2 separate regions of the Mus musculus genome follow, and region 1 is linked to region 2. Evidence: chromatin contacts called from public HiChIP or PLAC-seq data. All regions are on one chromosome and are shown on one strand. Each heading gives the region's core, a stretch centred on a gene start, on an enhancer-like site or on the middle of the called end of the contact. The rest is flanking DNA. Distances are from core to core; before and after follow the strand shown. Region 1 has its middle 4.0 kb from the start of Gm36154. Region 2 overlaps Morrbid (myeloid RNA regulator of BCL2L11 induced cell death).

The links. HiChIP or PLAC-seq counts read pairs in DNA pulled down with a chosen protein or histone mark.
Region 1: an H3K4me3 HiChIP or PLAC-seq map of the SCID.adh cell line shows a contact between it and region 2, with 10 read pairs. The contact joins two enhancer-like sites. A contact is called at or near these places in 1 of 15 datasets of contacts at CTCF or cohesin (CD8 T cells), 8 of 484 Hi-C or Micro-C datasets (the C3H10T1/2 cell line, ECoMG myeloid progenitors, bone marrow and 5 more), 6 of 115 datasets of contacts at active chromatin or transcription factors (CD8 T cells, the SCID.adh cell line, bone marrow-derived dendritic cells and 3 more) and 1 of 9 other capture datasets (bone marrow-derived macrophages).

The regions. Positions count from the first base shown.
Region 1 is chr2:128,467,950-128,473,044 of GRCm38.p6, reverse strand. No RefSeq gene overlaps it. Among named protein-coding and RNA genes, the nearest start is that of Gm36154, 4.0 kb to the right of the region's middle. Within about 2 kb of position 2,489, at least 85 of the 459 cell types and tissues checked have an H3K27ac peak or open chromatin away from gene starts, as enhancers often do. A contact at or near this core is called in the SCID.adh cell line, where this site is marked.
Region 2 is chr2:128,400,927-128,406,098 of GRCm38.p6, reverse strand. The region is part of intron 1 of Morrbid (myeloid RNA regulator of BCL2L11 induced cell death); the gene reads left to right. Among named protein-coding and RNA genes, the nearest start is that of Gm14010, 19 kb to the left of the region's middle. Within about 2 kb of position 2,753, at least 26 of the 459 cell types and tissues checked have an H3K27ac peak or open chromatin away from gene starts, as enhancers often do. A contact at or near this core is called in the SCID.adh cell line, where this site is marked.

The DNA of each region.
Region 1 (5,095 bases), core at 1,240-3,739, 67 kb before region 2:
CTTTGGGCAGGAGGCTGTCTGGGAAGTCTCCACCCTGAAAGCCCTGCTTTCGCCACAGTTTCAGCTCCCTGTGATCAACCGTGGTTCAAAAACATTAAACAGATAATTCAAAAAAGAAGATTCATTGATTTTTAAATTGAAAGCCATCTGAGAAGTATCCAGGACAGGAATCTTTTTTTTTCCCTCTCTCTCTCTCTCTGGCATATCCATTCAACGACAGTGGAATACACATCTTCCCCCAGGGACTCCCGAGATAGCCATCGAGACAGGGCACATTCTGGCTCACAAAAGAAATGTCACCAGATCTGCAAAGATTGAAAGCATACAGGTGTGTTCTTGGACCCCAATAAATAAGGCAGAAATCAATAACAGCGGTGAATGAACAAGTCCCCCAAAGACTTGACAGTTCACTGGTCAAAGAGGCAGTGTCAAGAGAAACTGAAAAAGAAAAACTGCTTTTAAATAAAAATGAGAAGGCACAGATATCAGAAGGGGGGAGGGGTGGGACTCATGGAACTCTGAGAGGGAAATTTACGGCAGTAAATACGTGCGTTAGAAGAGAGAGGAGACTTCGAATAAATAATCTCTGTTCCGAGACTCCGCGGAAAAAGAATGCAAAGATTCTCAGTGAGCTGAAAGAAGGGAAAAGGTAGAAAAATGGGGAAATAGGGGCTAATCCAGGACACAGAAGCTAGGTTCCTGAAAAGGTCACTAAACTCGTGAGGGGGTGGGAGCAGAGTTAGGGAAAGGAGGGGCAGAGAGTGGATTAATCCTAACTAAGGGTGTATGAAAAACTGTTAGGAGACACCACTAGTTTGTAAACTAGTTAAAAATACATTTCTTTAAAAAGGAGTTTGAGCAGAGGTACCAAACATAAGTGAGCAATTCTGTTCCAAAAAGACACAGGTTCTTACATGGAAATCTGGACCCTAGGCACAAGTTACCACCTCCCCATGGATGATTGATCAGGGAGGCTCGAATACAGGCTTCCAAAGAATATAGGCAGTTGTCTTGGCTCTTGGTTCCCCACTATAACTAAATAACAAGACCCTTTCACTGATTATAGGACACAAACAAATTGATATTAAATTGACCAGGAACTGTTTCCTCCTGGTCAGTGTTGTAGTTCTGGAAAGTGTTGTGTAGGCTGTTGGGGAGTAGGGCAATCAATGTTCTTATTTACTGGACCCTGATTGTTATAATATTGACCTATCAGGCGATACATGTTTACCGGTACAATAGCGGCAAGACTGTTTATGAAGGTAACAGATGTTCTCTTCATTGGCTTTGAGGCCTGCTTCACAAAAGTTATACCTGGTAGCTTAAACACTGTCAAAACCCAAGGCTAGAGATGTCACTAGCCCAAGGGGAGAATCTATTAGTATTGTTCTTCTAGATGGTGGTTAATGTAGAGACTCCCAGCTATTCCAAATGCTGAGACCAGGCTACTGTGAGTACTTAGCCACAAATGGGACTTGTACAGCAACCCTCCCTCTCTAAGGGTCAGGGAACAGTGCGGACAAATGTGTGGAAAGATTTCTTAAGTCTGCTTTCGCGGATTACAGTGCTAACTAGCCTCACATTAATGTTTTTGGTTATTAACTATGCAGTTTTTGTCCTCATTCAGCACCATGGACTTTCTGAAATTCAAATGTAACTCAGCAGCCTGTGTTTTGCTTGGCAACCCACCTGCATCTCAGGGCTATGCATTGGCTTGTCCCAGCTCTACTGACATCTCTGCTGCTTGTGAAAGTCTGAGACTTGCAGATTCTCAGAAGGGACAGCTTCCCTCCTACCATGTCAGGGTCTCCCAGGAGCCCGTGAGCAGGTGAGCCACTGGCCTGTCCACCCTGCTTCTTTCCAGCCCCTGTAAGTCTGCAGTCAGTCTTCTTCTCACTGTTATTGCCCGAGATCTCAGAGCTTATGGGCTGGGCTTGCCAGGAGAAAGAAAAAATATCCACCCAAAAGACAAGAAGTTTGGGGGACCCTGGGCCACATGCTCAAGTACTCAGAGCTCCTGATCCACAAAGGTGTGTGTGTGTGTGTGTGTGTGTGTGTGTGTGTGTGTGTTAAAGAAGGTTCAAATTCATGAGGATGGGAAGTGAGAGTGCAAGGCTGGCCACCTTTCTTCATCTCTCTCTTTCCACACCTTCCTGCCCAAACTGGTATTTTTGTCTTTTATGAATTACAAGTAAGGCCTTTGTTGAAGTCTGGGGATCTAAGGTCGGCTTTGGAGGGTTGTGGGGAGTCTTTTTAGTTCCTGCGGCTTTGTCTTTCTGAGCCTTTTCAGTAGGTTCTATTCCTCCTCCCCTCCCCTCCCCACCCCTGCCACGCCCTTGGCTGTGCCCCTTTCAGCACATTCCCACACTCTGATTCTTCTGTGGCCTGCTGTTGGAACGTCTCTGAAATTCCCATGGGCTTCTGCTCAGCCAGCGCCCTTCCCTTGGAGTACACATGGGATCACAGCACACATGTTTTCCCAGACTCTCTCAGGCCGACTTCCTGTTGGGAGCCCTGGAACTCTGAGCCACTCAGTACCATGTGACTTCAGTACTGGGTGTGGCATCTCCTGGGTGAAAGCCACATCCTCTCCCTCTTCAGCAGACATGCAGGTACAGAGGGCCTGAAACTGTCACTAGCATCTCACCAATCTGGTCTACGGCTTCCAGACTGTTTGTAAAGTCAGTTTAAGCCACAGCCATTGTCAAAAGTTACATGTAATCCTCTAGGGATACAGACATACCAGTTTCTCATTATTAACAGAACACCTATCAGTAGTAACTGAAGGAAAGAGGCTTTGTTTTGGCTTACAGTTTGAGGGCACAGTTCGCGAGAGAAAATTGTGGCAGGGACAGCAACTGTGGCGTGTACCACTCTGAGGTCTCCCAAGCCCTTCCATATGCAGGTCCCATGGAGTCCTGATGCCTCTATGACACAGCAGTAGCAAGGGATTTTGTATGATGGAGGAGGATACCCTGCCCCCCGCCCCCCCCCCCCCATTACAGTTGGTTTTAGTGTCAACTCTCCATAAATTAGAATCCCCGGAACTGTCTGAACTGAAGATGTGCCCTGATTGTGTGAGTGGCTTGGGGAAGACCCTCTCCCACTTACTGCCCTTATTCACTTGGCCTCCCCTCTTGCTTCAGCGATGATTTACCCTGAGGCTGCTGATTCCTTTCCTCACAGTAGAACCAGTGCTCCTAGACTTCCACTGATGACTGTGGTCCAGGAATCTGCCAGGTTTTCAGGGCCAGGTTGGCACTGCTGAGACACACAACCTTGTGGATGGAGCAATTCCTGGGTGCTGGCTTCTCCAGTGGGAGACAGCTACTGTGGGACTAATGGACAATCAGCCTCAAAACCGAATGACTGCTGTCCTAGCCCCTCAGGGATGATTCTGCTGTTATTGCTATCTTCACACAAGCTGACTTAGTACCTCCCTTAATACAATATATGTATATATATATATACATATGTATATTATTATAAACACATATGTGTTGTAAATATATATTAAACATGTATTATAAATGCACACATATATCTTTCGCCTGGCTTCATAATTCTGTGCTTCAATTTCCTCACCTGAAAAATGAGAAAAATATTGAGACTTATCTTCTCCAAAGTATGAGGGATGAGCTTTCTCTGAAGCTGTCTACTGAGCAGGTTTCAGTGAGCTAAAACACACTAAGATCTTAGCATAAAGCCCAACACACACGTACACATGTATATGCTTAACCTAAATATACCCCAATTTCTTCAACTCTGTCACATCCCCTAAGAGTTCCATAAACCACCCACAAGGCGGCATCACCCACTAGGAAGCAGGCATTTAAGTACAGGAGTCAGAGGAGGACATTTCACGGCATTCACAGTAGGCCCCAGTTTACAATGTTTCTTTTCACTCATTCATTGTTGCTGAAAGATCTTTTCAGAGGTGTAAACATGATCATATGGAAGTCAGGAGTCTGCCAGGTTTGGAGGGAGGTGGAGGACGGGAGGGAAAAGGCAGTCAGGGGCCAGTGTACATTTGTACATCACACTCTCCTCCCACTCAGATGATGCTGACACCATGGTGATGACCATTGAGATGATGTCATGGGGTTAAAACTCACTCCAGTGACCTGCATGAAAGGGAACACTTGCCTGGGGCTTTGTCTTTCCTGCCCCATCTCCAGGTTTGGATTGCCATGATAGAATCCATCACTCAGGCTCAGACCTAGCCAAAGGCTCACCAGAGTCACATAAATCCCCTCAACTGTGGCGTGACCTTGCCCTCCTGGTCTCTCCCTGTCAGCTATTTCCTGGACACCTGCTAGCTGGAGCTGTCTGTGCTTTCTTCAGAGACCCCCTCAGCCTCAGCCTCAGCCTTGCCCTCTGCCCTGCACGTCTGCCTCCCTCCTCTTTCCCCCCACTTCTGCTCTCTTGCCCCCATCACTTACCCTGCATCACCACCTCCACTTGACCCCAAGCCCCTGCACTCTAAGCCTCTATGGCAGTCCTTCCAGCTGTCTGCCTAGCGCTACAGAGGGGTATAGGCAGGAGAAGACAGCAGGTGACTGGAACTCACACCTGTGTCTCACAAGAGACATGGCACCATAGTGATGCTCACTGGTGCCCATTTATTCAGCTAGACTCTGCACCTGGCAGCCTGGTTTGGTTAAGCACAGAGAATGAGAATGGCTTCCTAAATGGCAGGAGCCTTTTGGACTCCAGAGTTTCTCATGGTTCACGGAAGTTTGCAAATGAAGCTGAGCGTTAAACACAAGTTGAAGCACATTTTAGGGAACGCAAGAAACTTCCAGAATTGGAATATGTTATGGGAGAGCGATGATGAGGTGCAGGGCGCTGGCCATCCAGGCAGAGCCCTTGCCTTAACTCCTGCCACACCTGTAGAAGATGAGGTTCCAGAAGGTTGCTGGCACCATCCTGGGCACTACATTATGACCCCGGGTGGAGGGAGATCTCTGCACTAAATGTGATAGTCACACTTAGATCTGGCTGGTGCATAAAGGATCTACAAGGAACGATGGAGGTTGAGTGGAGCCAGTATGAATGGCCAAGTACACTCAGTTTGCAGACACATGGAGGCCTG
Region 2 (5,172 bases), core at 1,504-4,003:
TAAACCCCAAAGGACTGGGAATTCTCAGCATTTAATGCAACACCGCAGGAAGAGTGGCTCCTGCATTACCAACTCCTATGGCTCTGTAGCCTGCTCTGTAGCCTGCTCTGTAGCCTGCTCTGTAGCCTGCTCTGTAGCCTGCTCTGTAACCTGCTCTGTAGCCTGCTCTGTAACCTGCTCTCTCATGTGGGCTTGAATCCGCACCACTGTGCAAACCAGCCCTTTAAATCTAAATCACTGTCTGTGTCTGTTTGTCTATCTCTCTCTCATGCACACATATGCATGTATATCTCCTGTGGGTCCTGTCTCTCTGGAGAAGCCTGACAAATGTGGTCGTCTTCCCAGAATTAACACTGTTCTCTGTGACAGACAGAATATGCATGGGTATAAAACAAGAGCAGAGGTGGCCTATTTCCCTTTGCAACTAAGTTCTTTTACTTTTCTCTAGCTTATGTAGAAGTGCATTTTCCTGAGCATGTTCTACCAACTTCCATTTAAAAACTCATACCAATCATCCACTCAGGATGGATGGCTTTGGTCCCCACAGGCAGGGGACACTTTCTCCACTAGACTGTGTCATCCTAGATTTTGTTGTTTCTCTCAGCATCTCTTCACTGATTTTATTCTCTAATGTTTAAAACCCCTGGAGTTGATAGCATCCTAAGATTGGCGGCTTGAAGAAACAACATTTATTTACATAAAATTTAACATACAGGTAAATATACTTATACACATGTGTAAACACATTTAAGTTCCTAGAGATTCATTTGAGGGCAGTGTTTTGGACCACTGAGTTTAGGGGAGGTTGCTTGCTTGAGCACAGACGGGGGACTTAGAGCATCACAACTTAGTGGCCACAGCACTAAAACAAAACAAAACAAAACAAAACAAAACAAAACAAAACAAAAAAAACAGAAAAACCGTTAATCACCAACAGCCCCAGAAGAATGAGTAGGGCTTGAGATGACCATCCTATCTGTGAGGAAATGTTGGGTACCCAGCCTTATTCAGGTAACCCGAGTTGCGGAGAGTTCATGAATGCAGTGACCACATCTTGTTGAAGAGACAGTGTTTCACGGAGCCCTCCTCATTGACTGCCTCTTACATTCTTCCTGCCCTTTCTTCTCCAGTGTTCCCCAGACCTCGAAGAGGGTAACACTTATGCTCCATTTAGGGCTAAGCTGTTGACAGTCACTTAATCAGTTATGAGCCTTGGCATAAAGCAGGGGGCCGTTTTTATAGATGTCCTAGATTGTGACATTTATTTGTGATGACCGAAAGAGGTGCTGCGTCTAAGAATATTGTGAACACACTAAGTATGTGCTGTGGCTGATCCAGGGATCCTCAGTGTGCCACGGGAAGTCAGAGAAAGTGACTGTGCCACCCAAAGGTGGTGAGAAGGTGTCCGGTGGGACCTCTGTGAAAGCCAAACTGCACTCCCCAGCTCTTACCAGGCCAGTCTGTCCACACAGGCAGGAGGGGCCTGGCAGCTACAGGCCTCCTTGCACACATCAGGAAAAGGAAACCATTTGAGACTCTAAGGGCTCAGAGTATGGGCAGACTGAGAGCACCTGGTGGTTCTGCTTGCCCTGTGGACCTAATCATGTATGAAGATCGTAAACCATCTCTGAGGGCAAAGTTGCCTGACCTCTGCAAAGCATTGGTTCCAGCATCCTTAACAGAGACAAACCTCACTCCCGTGCATAAGCCCTCTCTTTCTGAGCTGGTCAAGAGTCTCTGTAGGTTTTTGTCTTTTCAAATGTGCCCACCTGACTGGAATTTCTTTGCACTCAGGCTAAGTCAGAGAGAGCCATCTTTCTCTCCTGCAGCTGTGAGTTACACCCAACACTTGAAAATGAAACCGAGTAGTAAGAGGGGCTGAGGAAGAGTGTTCCTGACGGGAACAGAGGTTTGTTATCCAGAAAATGACGTGAGAAGCACTAGGGGAAACCTAGGGCATCTCGTAGCCAGGCACACAAGGTCGTGTGAGCTGACAATCTAATTATTCTGGTCCTAAACTCTCGAAAGAAAAATCCCAAGCCAGCATTTGACACAGTCATGCAGGAAAGCCCGCTTCTGCACCTCCATGCCCTCAATCAAATCTTACAAACACTACTCTGGGCTGCAGATTTTGTTTTTTGTCTGAGTGGATATCACCTCGGATCACTTGCATTAACTGCAGGTGTGTGATGCGGACAAAATGATTGCCCTCCCTACTTTTAGAACGTGCCTTGAATGTGAAGCAAGGAATTGTTTTCCCAAAGCCCACGGGACTGGAGATTTGCAGTGCAGATCTGCAGAGCCTGTGGCTGTCTGTCCACTCTTGGGGGCCCCAGCTCCCCTTGGACTAGTGCCAATAAGCCTCTGAAATGGAGGGTATCCTCTTCCTTCTGCCCCACTCCTTCCCAGCCCAGGCACGTCGTTGACACTCCATTTATGTGAGAAGCTTGGCATTAGCCGCAGGGCTTCACTCTTGACACTTGGACTAATTCTCCACTTTATATTCGTGATTGCCCTTCTGAAAGGAGAATCTGCTGCCAATGGCACCTGGGCATTTGAAAGTAAATATGATGCAAATACTGCCTCCCCGGCACATTCCCTCCTCAACTTTGGGATGAAGAGTGAGGATGAGAAGGAGGAGGTGAGCTGGGGTGCCCGACTCATTTGCATAATGGTGTTTGAGGCTGGGTGAAACTGAAACCATAGCCTGTGTGGGTGGGGCCTTGTTTCTCCTCACAGCTGCCCCCACCCCCCACCCCAGCAGCCAGGCCCCCTCTAGGCTCCTACAGAGGCCTAGGGATGGTGAGGCCCAGGGACTCAGGGCACCAGTGCGAAACCAGATAAAACACCTGGTGCTCCTACTGGCCACAGGCCCGCTGCTGAGCTCTGTGAACAAGCATGGGGGGGGGGGGGTGTCCTTTTTTTCTGATTCAGATTGCAATCTATTGGTGGGGCCCAGCGTGTGGCAGGGTGAGCCTTTGCCAGGAGAGCCAAATCATTTTGATCTTCAGTGGAATGCTCTCCCAGCTGAGTTATTTTTGACACTGTGAGGCAAGGCTTCTCTCCTCCAGTCATTTTTCAGTCAACTGGAGTCTTCCCAATCCCCGTGGCTGAAGCCCACAGATTAAGAGGGGACATCCAGCTCTCCCGTGCGATAAATGGCTTTTCTACCTACTTGGTGTCTGATAAGGTATCTTCACTCAGAAGTAATGTGAAAGTCCGACAGTTTTACAGATCCTGTTACCGTTGCTGAATAACGTCTCCAGGTGGCAAAGTGAGTTCTTGTAATATAAATGAAGCCAGCGTGTTTTTGCTACTGGACTGATTTGCCCTGAGGACAGGGTTTTCCACTATGGAACCCATCCCCCTGATAGGTGTGGAAGAGTGGAAGCCTTTTATATCTATACTTCCTTCGCTCTGTCTTTAGCTTGCTGTGGGTTCATGTCCTTGTTGGTAGAAAGAGGGGATGACCTCTCTACTGGAGTTTTCACGTGTGTGTGGGAGGTCTCAGCTCCTTTTCGAATTCTCTCTGAACATTCTGAAATCCGTTGACTTGTCAGACATTGGGAACACCACGCTGGCTTAGAAGAGCATGGCCTCTTTGATGAAAGCTTTCAGTCCGGAGCCTCTGGTGATGACGTTGGTAACCTTAAACTTGTTCATGGCCACAGTGGAATTCATGTGGGTTTTCCTTAATGGCAAGATAACGGAATAACTACAGAGCGTGTGGCCGTGTGGATGCAGCTGGACTCTGGCTCAGAAGCAAGAGTTGCAGTTTCCTGGGTGCTCCGAAGCTGGCTGGGAAGGTCCCAAGGATGTGGTAGTTCGTAGGCGGCAAAGGCCCCAGGAACTTGCAGCTTAAATCCATTTGTACCTGGGACAAATGTCGTGGTCCTGGTTTCCAGTCTTCCAAGGAGAGATCAGCTTTGGGCTGTCTGCTTTGTATTTGAAGATGTTTTTATTCGAATAATGAGGGGGAAAAAAGGGTGCTAGTTTGCCCAGGCACAGGAGGTTTGGTTTTCTGTTTGTTTGTGGGGTTTTTTGTTTTTCAGTACTGAGGGTGGAGCCTAGGGCCTCGCTAACACTGAGAAGCATGCAACCACTGTGCTATATTCCTGCACACCTGCGGCTCCGCAAAACATTGGTGTGGTGCTGGCTTTGGAAACCTATGGATGATACCATAAGTCAGAAACAGGAATGTCGTATTTAACTAAGTTCTAAGTTGTGACTGGTTGGTATTATTTTACCTATAACAGTTTGAGGTGAGGGGAGAGTGGTTTTAAAACTAGAATTGAGCTGCCGTGTTTATTTCCCTAGCATTCCCCGGGTGGTTATAGTATCCCTGATATCTTGGTGACATAAAAAATAGTGACTGCCCCTGACGGTGGCGACTTCACGGTTTGGAAGGTAAACCCAGCACCCACACTCAGGTTTCCTGAGGATCACATCCACGCTAGGCTGCAGGCTGCACGCAAGGTTCAATGTGTGAATCATCTCATTTCACGGTCACAGAATCCACAAGAAGGTTCCAGTATGACTCTGTTTCATAGCTGAGAGAGGTAACCTTCCTGAGATGACACAGCGTGTAGCTGGCAGAGCCTATACATGAAGGTAAACAGTTGGATCAGATTTCAAAGAGCATGCCCGTAATCACCATTTCAGTGCCCAGAAGCAGCAAGGGCAGAGAACTCAGGGCTCTGTCTATGAGTGAAAGCATAAAACCCCAAAGACTGTTTTCATCATGACACTCAGATAGTTGGAAGGCTTTAGGCTTTGAGCATAGTGAGAGAGACAAAAGATGCCAAGACAGGTGGAGGGGGCACTGGGTGTCCCTAGCCACCCCCTCAGCAGCTCTGATCAGTTAGGAGGCTCGTTGTCAGAGAATAAGCATCTTCCACAGGAATCAAGCCCTTGCTTGGTGCTGGCTGTGTCCAGCCTCCCTCGGGCTCCTTGTGCAGCAAGTGAGTGCTACTGTGGTGGAATGGAGACTTTTCCCTTCCCCCTTTATGGTCTTCCCTGGGGAGGAGAAGCAGCATTGGGAAGAGGTGCTGGGCTCCGTGGGGGCAGAAGGATAAGTGGTCAGGGATTCCATGGAGGAAAAGACAGTAGCTTTGGGGAGAGACTATCCAGGCACCAACCAAGGCTGCAGCCAGTGTGATGGACAGGTGGGAA